Regions from separate parts of the Mus musculus genome. Here regions 1 and 3 are each linked to region 2. Evidence: chromatin contacts called from public Hi-C and HiChIP or PLAC-seq data. All regions are on one chromosome and are shown on one strand. The core of a region is the stretch at or near the end of the contact, and the rest is flanking DNA. Distances in the headings are between cores, read along the strand shown. Region 1 overlaps Gm28729 (predicted gene 28729). Region 2 has its middle 33 kb from the start of Atp1b3. Region 3 has its middle 12 kb from the start of Gm28729.

Region 1 (2,700 bases), core at 163-2,662, 160 kb after region 2:
TAAAATGAGCAGAGGTCAGAAACATAGCCATGAGTTGTAAGAGCAAATGACTTCCAGCTAGCTTTGGGTGGGATACAGCTGCAAACTAGTTATACTTTCCAGCAATTCAAAAGCAAAGCCCGGAGCAACACTTCCTACTGAGCTGGCTAATGTTGGTTTACCCAATAAACGTGACTACTCAGAGGACAGCAAACGCAGGCAGGCAGCAGTGTCTGTGACATTCATTCCGTCACGGGCTTGACACCTGCCTGCATGCCCTGCTTTTTGTGTTCCGACCTGACGGCTGGTGCCCGGGTTGGCTTAGTGGGTTTGCGCTGCCGGCATTTAGAGTCTCTCTAGCTCCTCATCCTCTCTCTCTCTCTACAACTGTGGACTACTTCTGTTTTAGTTTTTGAGGCAGTTTCACATTGTGTACCAGATTGGCCTGAACTCACTAGATAGCCCAGGCTGGCCTTGAACTTGTGGCAATTCTCTTGCCTCAGCGTCTCAAGTAATATTAGGATGATGGTATGAGCCACTATGTTCTGGGTCAGAAATAGTTGTGTTTAAAAAATACATAAAGAAGAAAACAAAGCAAAACAAAACAACAACAACATCAACAACAAAAAAGGCATGGTAGCTCACGCCTGTAATCTCAAGGAGACAAAGGATTGCCAGAAGTTTAAGCCCAGTCTGCCAGTCTGATATACAGAGTAAGACCAAGCCTCAAAACTAACTAACTAAATAGACGACACACATACAAGCCCGGGTGGGGAGAATATTTACTCATTGGATGGTAGTAACAATGCTGATATTTTGGTGTACAGCAGTCTAGGTTTTTGTTTTTGCTTTTTTAAGATTTATTTATTATTATACATAAGTACACTGTAGCTGTCTTTGGACGCACCAGAAGAGGGCATCAGATTTCATTACAGGTGGTTGTGAGCCACCATGTGGTTGCTGGGATTTGAACTCAGGACTTCTGGAAGAGCAGTCAGTGCTCTTACCTCCTGAGCCATCTCGCCAGCCCGCAGTCTAGGTTTTTAAATGCATGTGCACACTTCTAAATTTCTGTATCAAAAGTCCTCTACCTATTACTTGTAAACAGCTCATTTCGTAACAGTGCTATTAAATATTTGCCCCATTAAAAAAGAAAGTTCAGTTTTACGCAGTGGAGAGTAAGCATATGCAAATCCTCTTCTTCCTCCGGGCAGCCCTGGCACCTAAGAGCAGACATGAGGCTCCTGGCAGACCCGCAGCAGGCCTGCAGGAACACGAATTCAGCAGGGCAGAGGAGCTGAGGCAGTTTTCACTAATGTTTGAGAGATGATGTTGTCTTACTGCTTGCCTCGTGACACAGCCATCATCCGTTTGACTGTGGGTTAGGGGAGGATGGCCTAGACCCTAAACTCTGGGATCGAAGGCGCCATTAATTTCCACTGAGGCCCACGCTTCATCTTGCGCCCCCTGGTGGCTGCTACTCAACTGTGCAGACGCTGAAGATTTTACCTTTTTCTTCTTTTTACGCCTCCTATTAGATTTCTTGCTAAGTTTCCAGATAGATCTGAAGGTGTCCGAAGAGATCCGGGGAGTGACTGTAACTTTTAAGGGTGGTAGTTTACCTGGGCAGAGAGAATAAGCAAGAATGAGGAGAACGGCTAACGCTGTTCAGGGCTGCTCGGATGGTCCGAATTCCATCATTAGAGTTGGCTCCTTGCTAAAGCCGGGCATGGTTGGTACTCATCTGCAGTCTTTGGACTCCAGAGGCTGAAGCAGGAAGACTAGCCTCAATTACATACAAACATATATAGCCAGCTCAAGGTCACCCTGGGCTACAGAGATCCTGTCTCAAAAAAAAAAAAAAAAAAAAAAATCAAGACCTCAACTAGAGGAAGAGGAGAAGATGAGGGAGGGAAAGAAAAAGGCATAAGCAAACCAAACTCACTTGTTACCAAGTAAGTAAGTTATTCTGATTTCGTGAAAGGAGAATTAGAAATTGTTGACTTGCAAATAAATGGTAGGAAGAGAGAAAACACTGGAAGAACATTATTTTTTATAATTAGTGTTTCCATTGTCTTTTAAGGTTTAAAACGATGCCTTTAGGGTTAAAGTCCAAGTGAGTCACCCTGTAAAATCTTAGCAGCTACCCCCCCTTTTTTTGAAGACTCTTCACTGTGTTCAAACATAATTAAAGTGCTCCGTCAGAAACAGCCCATAATGACTCTAGCTCATGACATACACGCATTAAGGCTACTCACGATGCACACTTAGACTAAGTTTCAAAACTGCTGATTTCCTAAGCCATAGATTGCTTTTTAATGCTGTTTAAATGAGTACTTTCATTTTCAGGTGGGCGCGCCATAATTAGCCTCTCATTTATGTAAATTGAGCCATTTACTAAGCGTGGAAGACGTTTTCCATCCCAGAGAGGTACTGAGTGAAAAATCACTTCCCATCCTGTCACCAGAGGCTGTCTGTCCTTACGCTCCCTGCACTAATGCTGTGGAGATTGCCAGCAGCCCAATAATGGGTTTTTACTACCAGGTAGGATGAAGGGGTGGCGTCGGCACCAGGAAAACCAAAGCGCTTATCGCACTTACAGTCAGGTTTAACAGAATTATCCTGCTGGACCTCATGCCTGCTCTAATGGAACAAGAAGTGGGTGTTCTGTTCCTCTAAAAGAAAAGGATAATTGAAAAAAAAATCTTAGAGTCATTTAAT
Region 2 (2,700 bases), core at 54-2,553:
TGCTCCAAAAAACAGAAAAAACCTGGAAGCCCAAGTAGTCAAAGGGGGATTACAGTAATTTTGTAACCAATATAAAACTTTCCAGCTCCTAGACCCACATAGAAAACAGCTTGGAACTCTTTTTAAAAGTACCCCCAATTTTTCCTTTCATTAGGAATATTACACTGTTTCAAAATACCACGATTCAATCAACTAACGGACACCAAACCTTCTCCATCTCCTGTCCAGTTGGGCTAAGTGCTGGGCTCAGTGACTGAAGTGCAAGCTGACTGGGTCATCCTTTTCTGTGGTCTGAGGGAACAGCCTGCAGAGGAGGCTGCTGGATCAATCATACCACGCCAGAGAGCGAAATGCACAGACAACATTGTGTATATCCTACATTCTGAGGAAAGCCTGGAGCAGATGCCAATTGGCCTATGGCTCCCATTCCCGGTCCACCTTATTATCCACAGAACACAGACTCAACTACCCTACACTCCTAAATCCACCTCATTACCCACAGGACATAGACCCAGCTCATTCTGCCTCCCAAAACATTTCCACAATAGATCCAGAGGGACATTTGGAATGACCTGTTCCTGAGCACCACCTCTGCCCATACCCAGCGCTGCCATCTGTGTAACCGAGCTAACTCCTAGGCCCTCTCTTGTTCCCTTTGGGTTAATGAACTCGAATAGGCTGTGTCCTTTCACTCAGTATGCTTCAAGTTAAGCAGGCACTCCTAAGTTCAGCAGATGAAAAAACAAAAAAACAAAACAACCTGAAGACTTGAGGTCAGCTGAAGTCACATGGCAGGACTGGACCAAGTCCAAAAACTGAACCAGAAAGAAAACCAGTTAAGACTTAGGATCTATGCCCCAAGTCTTCAAAATCCACCTCGAGATGACAGCTTTGCTCTCGGTTACAGATCTACTCTGCTTTAAACTTTTTAACTTTAGACGTTTTGTCACGTATGTGCATGGCGTCTGAGGAGACCAGAAGAGGATAGAAGGATGCCCTCTGGCAGTGGAGTTGTGAACCACTTTGTGGGTGGTTCTGGGAGGTCCCCGCTGCTCTCTGCTGCCTGTCTCTCCAGCTCCTGCACTCACTCACTAGCTCCGAGACTGCAGCCCCATGTATCTGGGGTCAAATCCCGTGCCTCATACATACTCGGCAAGCCCTGACCTAACATCCCCAGGCCTTAGGCTTTAGTTAAGTTCACAACTATTTAATGAAATGGTGCCTGAGCCAAACCTGCCGACTCAGGATCTGCCCTACTGTCGGCACCGCTCGGTTGCAGGCCTGCCGTTCCTACTCCGCAGACCAGGACAGCCTGGTCTCACAGAACTGTTGCTCAGGGTGATGTCTGGTACGTGTGCCAGGCTACAAATTATCCATCCTTACTTTACTTTCTCAATATGAACTGGGAAGCCGAGGCAGGATGGCTGTGGTGGCTTGAGTAATGGCCCCAGAGGCTCATATATATAAATGCTTAGTCGCCAGGGAGTGGCACTGAGAGGATCAGGTGTGGCCTTCTTAGAAGAAATTGTCACTGAGGGTGGACTTGGAGGTTTCAAAGGCCATGCCACTCCATGTTTCCTTCTGCCCGCAGATCAGGGTGTGACGTCACTGCTTCAGTGCCTGCCCGCTGCTTTCCACCAGAGCACCTCTGTAACTATAAGCAAGCTCCCAAATGAATGTTTTCTCTTGTAACAGCTGCCTTGACCATGGTGTCTCTTCCCAGCAACAGAACAGTGACTTAATCCAAGGCCATGTGAAACCACCCAGCAAAATCAAGAGACAGAAAAAGCACAAAGGAAAAGTCCAAGTCCAGGAAAGGTCACCTTTAAATTTTCAGGCATCACGGAGTTTTGTTGATGACAAAGTGGAGAATGTCCACCTCCAAAGTACAGCGGTGCCACCTGGCTGGCAAGGCCACCTAATTCCCTCAGCTTTCCCACATAGCCAACCTGAGACAGTTGGGTTCTTGCCCCACCAGGTCTGGCTTGCAGACCACTGAAAGCCTCAGAATGTGGCTCTGCACCATCCATGATAAAAAACAGCTCTTAGAAAAATGAGGATAGCCGGGCGGTGGTGGCGCACGCCTTTAATCCCAGCACTTGGGAGGCAGAGGAAGGCGGATTTCTGAGTTCAAGGCCAGCCTGGTCTACAAAGTAAGTTCCAGGACAGTGAGGGCTACACAGAGAAGAGAAACCCTGTCTCGGGGGGGGGGGGGGGGGGGGGGAATGAGGGGGCTGGAGAGATGGCTCAGTGGTTAAGAGCACTGTCTGCTCTTCCAGAGGTTCTGAGTTCAAATCCCAGCAACCACATGGTGGTTCACAACCATCTGTAATGAGATCTGATGCCCTCTTCTGGTGTGTCTGAAGACAGCTACAGTGTACTCATATACATAAGTAAACATAAAAAAAAAAGATAATAAATGAGAGATAAAACCATAAATGAGAAGCTGGAGACAGCTCAGTGGTTGAGCTCTCCATCCAAGGATGTAGGCTTAAGAGCAAGTACTTACATGACCGCTCACAACTGCCCTGAGTCACAGGGGGATTCAACACTTCTCTGGCCTCCACACTCACCGGGAGCTCAGGCAGCTCACATACATGCATGCTAACCAACCAAACCAAACCAAACCAAACCAACAAACAAAAAGCTTTCATTCAAACATACATACATACATACATACATACATACATACATACATAC
Region 3 (2,700 bases), core at 197-2,696, 210 kb after region 2:
GTCATGTCTGATGGTGGCTTTGAGCTGGGCTGTGGGTAAGACTCCTGCGAAGGCTGACCCAGGAACTGCTTTCCCTTAGGGAAAAGCACCTCCCTCTGAGGACGGAGGCACTCACTAGGTGCCATGCGGTTCTCAAGTCTCACACTTGGGCTTCTGCTGTGCAGTTTGCCCAGCATGGAACTTGCCTTTTCTCTAAGGTTTTTGGCATCTTTGTTAACAATCATAGGGTTATAATTGCATGCGTTTACCTTTGAGCCCTCTGTCGCATTGGTGTACACTTGTGCTTTGTGCCAAGCTCCACGCTGGCTTGGAGCCCCAGGCTCCGTCCTACAGCTCAGTTGTAGACAGGGAAATGGGGCGCTGTTTCTGCAGTCCTGCTTCTCCTAGCTTCACACTGCTTTGGCTATTTGGAAACTTCCGTTTACACTTTGGGTTTTTTTTTTTTTTTTTTCTACTTCTGGAAAGAATCTCATTGAAATTCTGAGTATGTGAATTACTTTCAGTAATATGTTCATTTATACAACAGCAATTCTGATCCATGACTATTGGGAGGTTTTTGTTTAGTTTTTTAAATTTTCTAATGTCTTCATCTGACTTAATTTTTTCTTATTGATTTTCCCTTCAGTCCATCTTATTGCTCTGGCCAATGGTGTTTTAAGCACCATTTCTGAAGCAAAAGTAGAAAGCAGACATGTTTACCTCACCCCGATTTCCCCACTTAGTGCATAGCTAGCTATCAGTCTGTTGCATATAGCTGTTCCTCCCCCTCCTCCTCCTCCTCCTTCCTCTTCCTTTCCTTTTTTTTTTTTTTTTTTTTTTTTTTTTTTTTGAGACAGGATTTCTCTGTATAGCCCTGGCTGTCCTGGAACTCACTCTATAGACCAGGCTGGCCTCGAACTCAGAAATCTACCTGCCTCTGCCTCTCAAGTGCTGGGATTAAAGGCGTGCGCCACCACTGTCTGGCTATGATGCAACATTTTAAGGCATGAGCTTTTTAGTCACTGATAGCTTAAAGCTGCTCCTCAAAATGGCAGTGCCGAGGCCAATGTCTGAGATAGGATTTTGGCTGGGTTGAGGCTTAAAGGTGGGTTTCTGCTAACGAGGAACCTCTCTTAATCTTGCCCCCAAAGGTCAACTACCCTGGGTAAGGGACCTAGTTCCCTGTCAACATGAACAGTCTGTATCAGCCCAAGGACCACTCTGTTGACTGGCATATAAAAACCTCTTGCTCTGCCACCATTTTGCTTCTTTGGTTCCCAATGAACCTTTCTTTCTCCCCAGATAGTCCAGTTCAGTGGTTTTACTGCACCTTACATTTGGTGCTGAAACTCTGGATGGAACTAAAACAGTAACCAATGATGTAACTTCAGAGGAAGGGGACAGTGGAGCCTGGCTGCCTGGCAGCAGCGGCAGCAGTGCTGGGGCCTAGACGCGGGGGCGTGGGGAAGCATGGGAGGAGCGTTTGCTGCGGCCCGCCCGGGATGGTCCAAGTCCGGCCTGGCGGGGTCGAGCGGGAGCTGAGGAAAGCACGCGGGCCGGGTCTGCGGGCCAGGTGGCCGGGGGCTGAGGTAGAAGTGGGCACGGAGGAAAGGGCTGGGCGAGGCGGTGGGACGAGCACCCTTTGGTGGCGGCCGCGGCCCCAGGGACGGGTGCGTGGGCGCCCAGCAGCCCAGACTCCTCCCGCATGGGAGTTGCTCTAGATCATAAACCAGCCTTTGAAAAAGGAGAAACCAGAATGGAAAACCGACTATCCTCTAACAGATGGACAACTGTGCAGCAAGAGGGATGAATTCCGGGACACTGCACCAGCTTTTGAAGGCCGGAAAGGAGATCTGGGATGCTTTGAAGGCCACTGCACAGGCTTTTGAAAGCAATGATCATGAATTGGCACAGGCAATCATTGATGGTGCAAACATAACACTACCACACAGTGCCCTGACAGAGTGCTACGATGAGCTGGGCAACCGGTACCCGCTGCCAGTCTATTGCCTGGCACCACCAATCAGCACGGTGGAGGAAGAGAGTGACATGGAGACTCTGGATGTTCCCGAGCCACCTCCCAATTCTGGACACGCATCAGCTCCATCTGAGGCTCTGCCCAGGCAAAGACCTCAAGCTTGTGGTCCGCACACAGACACAGTGTTTCACATGACGGGGCACTTACCTGCCGGAGAGTGTGGTGCCAGGCAACCAGCGGTGGTTCTTCTCTGGCAGGTCTCTCACTGATAGGAGGAAGCCGGAGGAGCTGAAGATCCCTAAGGACTGCGGTGCAGGTTATGTGAGCCAGCCTGTGCAAACCCCACCACCAGTGGAGAACTGAGCTGGGCTAGTCTTCTTCCAAGATCCCTTGGCTCCTTTTTATTGTTACCATTCCCCACTCTAAGGCGTGAAATTTATTTTCACTGCTCTGAATTCCCTATGAATGGATTTAGTTCTGAGGAATTACCAGTGAAAAAAATCCCATCTGTGATGGAGACCAACAAAAATAAGAAAACACACCGAGCCAAAAAAAAGAAAAAAAAAAAGATGGAACTTCAGGTGAAGATGCATATGAAAATTAAGATGAAAGTAATGGTTGGTTATTTAAGAATATCAAATCACCCAAAAGACTCACTGCGAGGAAAGCTTGCAGAGGAGCTTAGTAGCAGGCATGGACGTGGAGTAGAAAGGAACCATAATGGTTTTAGGCATTGTTTATTC

What was found. A called contact is a pair of places that touch in the nucleus more often than the background predicts. HiChIP or PLAC-seq counts read pairs in DNA pulled down with a chosen protein or histone mark.
Region 1: an H3K27ac HiChIP or PLAC-seq map of embryonic stem cells shows a contact between it and region 2, with 8 read pairs. The contact joins two enhancer-like sites. A contact is called at or near these places in 4 of 15 datasets of contacts at CTCF or cohesin (embryonic stem cells, large pre-B cells and pro-B cells), 55 of 484 Hi-C or Micro-C datasets (the 63-12 cell line, the AtT-20 cell line, B cells and 34 more), 8 of 115 datasets of contacts at active chromatin or transcription factors (bone marrow-derived dendritic cells, embryonic basal ganglia, embryonic stem cells and 3 more) and 4 of 9 other capture datasets (adipose tissue, embryonic stem cells, liver and 1 more).
Region 3: a contact with region 2 is called in a Hi-C map of embryonic stem cells, with 1.7 times the contacts expected there. The contact joins two enhancer-like sites. A contact is called at or near these places in 2 of 39 promoter capture datasets (the 3T3-L1 cell line and 3T3-L1-derived adipocytes), 1 of 15 datasets of contacts at CTCF or cohesin (large pre-B cells), 22 of 484 Hi-C or Micro-C datasets (the AML12 cell line, the N1E-115 cell line, adipose-derived mesenchymal stem cells and 16 more), 4 of 115 datasets of contacts at active chromatin or transcription factors (bone marrow-derived macrophages, embryonic stem cells and large pre-B cells) and 3 of 9 other capture datasets (adipose tissue, liver and pancreatic islet).

The regions. Positions count from the first base shown.
Region 1 is chr9:96,490,584-96,493,283 of GRCm38.p6, forward strand. Gm28729 (predicted gene 28729) reads right to left here. Exons shown (of 11, transcript NM_001370882.1): 10 at 1,489-1,601. Among named protein-coding and RNA genes, the nearest start is that of Rnf7, 13 kb to the left of the region's middle. Within about 2 kb of position 1,413, at least 25 of the 459 cell types and tissues checked have an H3K27ac peak or open chromatin away from gene starts, as enhancers often do. A contact at or near this core is called in embryonic stem cells, where this site is marked.
Region 2 is chr9:96,329,793-96,332,492 of GRCm38.p6, forward strand. No RefSeq gene overlaps it. Among named protein-coding and RNA genes, the nearest start is that of Atp1b3, 33 kb to the right of the region's middle. Within about 2 kb of position 1,304, at least 7 of the 459 cell types and tissues checked have an H3K27ac peak or open chromatin away from gene starts, as enhancers often do. A contact at or near this core is called in embryonic stem cells, where this site is marked.
Region 3 is chr9:96,535,540-96,538,239 of GRCm38.p6, forward strand. It overlaps the pseudogene Gm8495. Among named protein-coding and RNA genes, the nearest start is that of Gm28729, 12 kb to the left of the region's middle. Within about 2 kb of position 1,447, at least 211 of the 459 cell types and tissues checked have an H3K27ac peak or open chromatin away from gene starts, as enhancers often do. A contact at or near this core is called in embryonic stem cells, where this site is marked.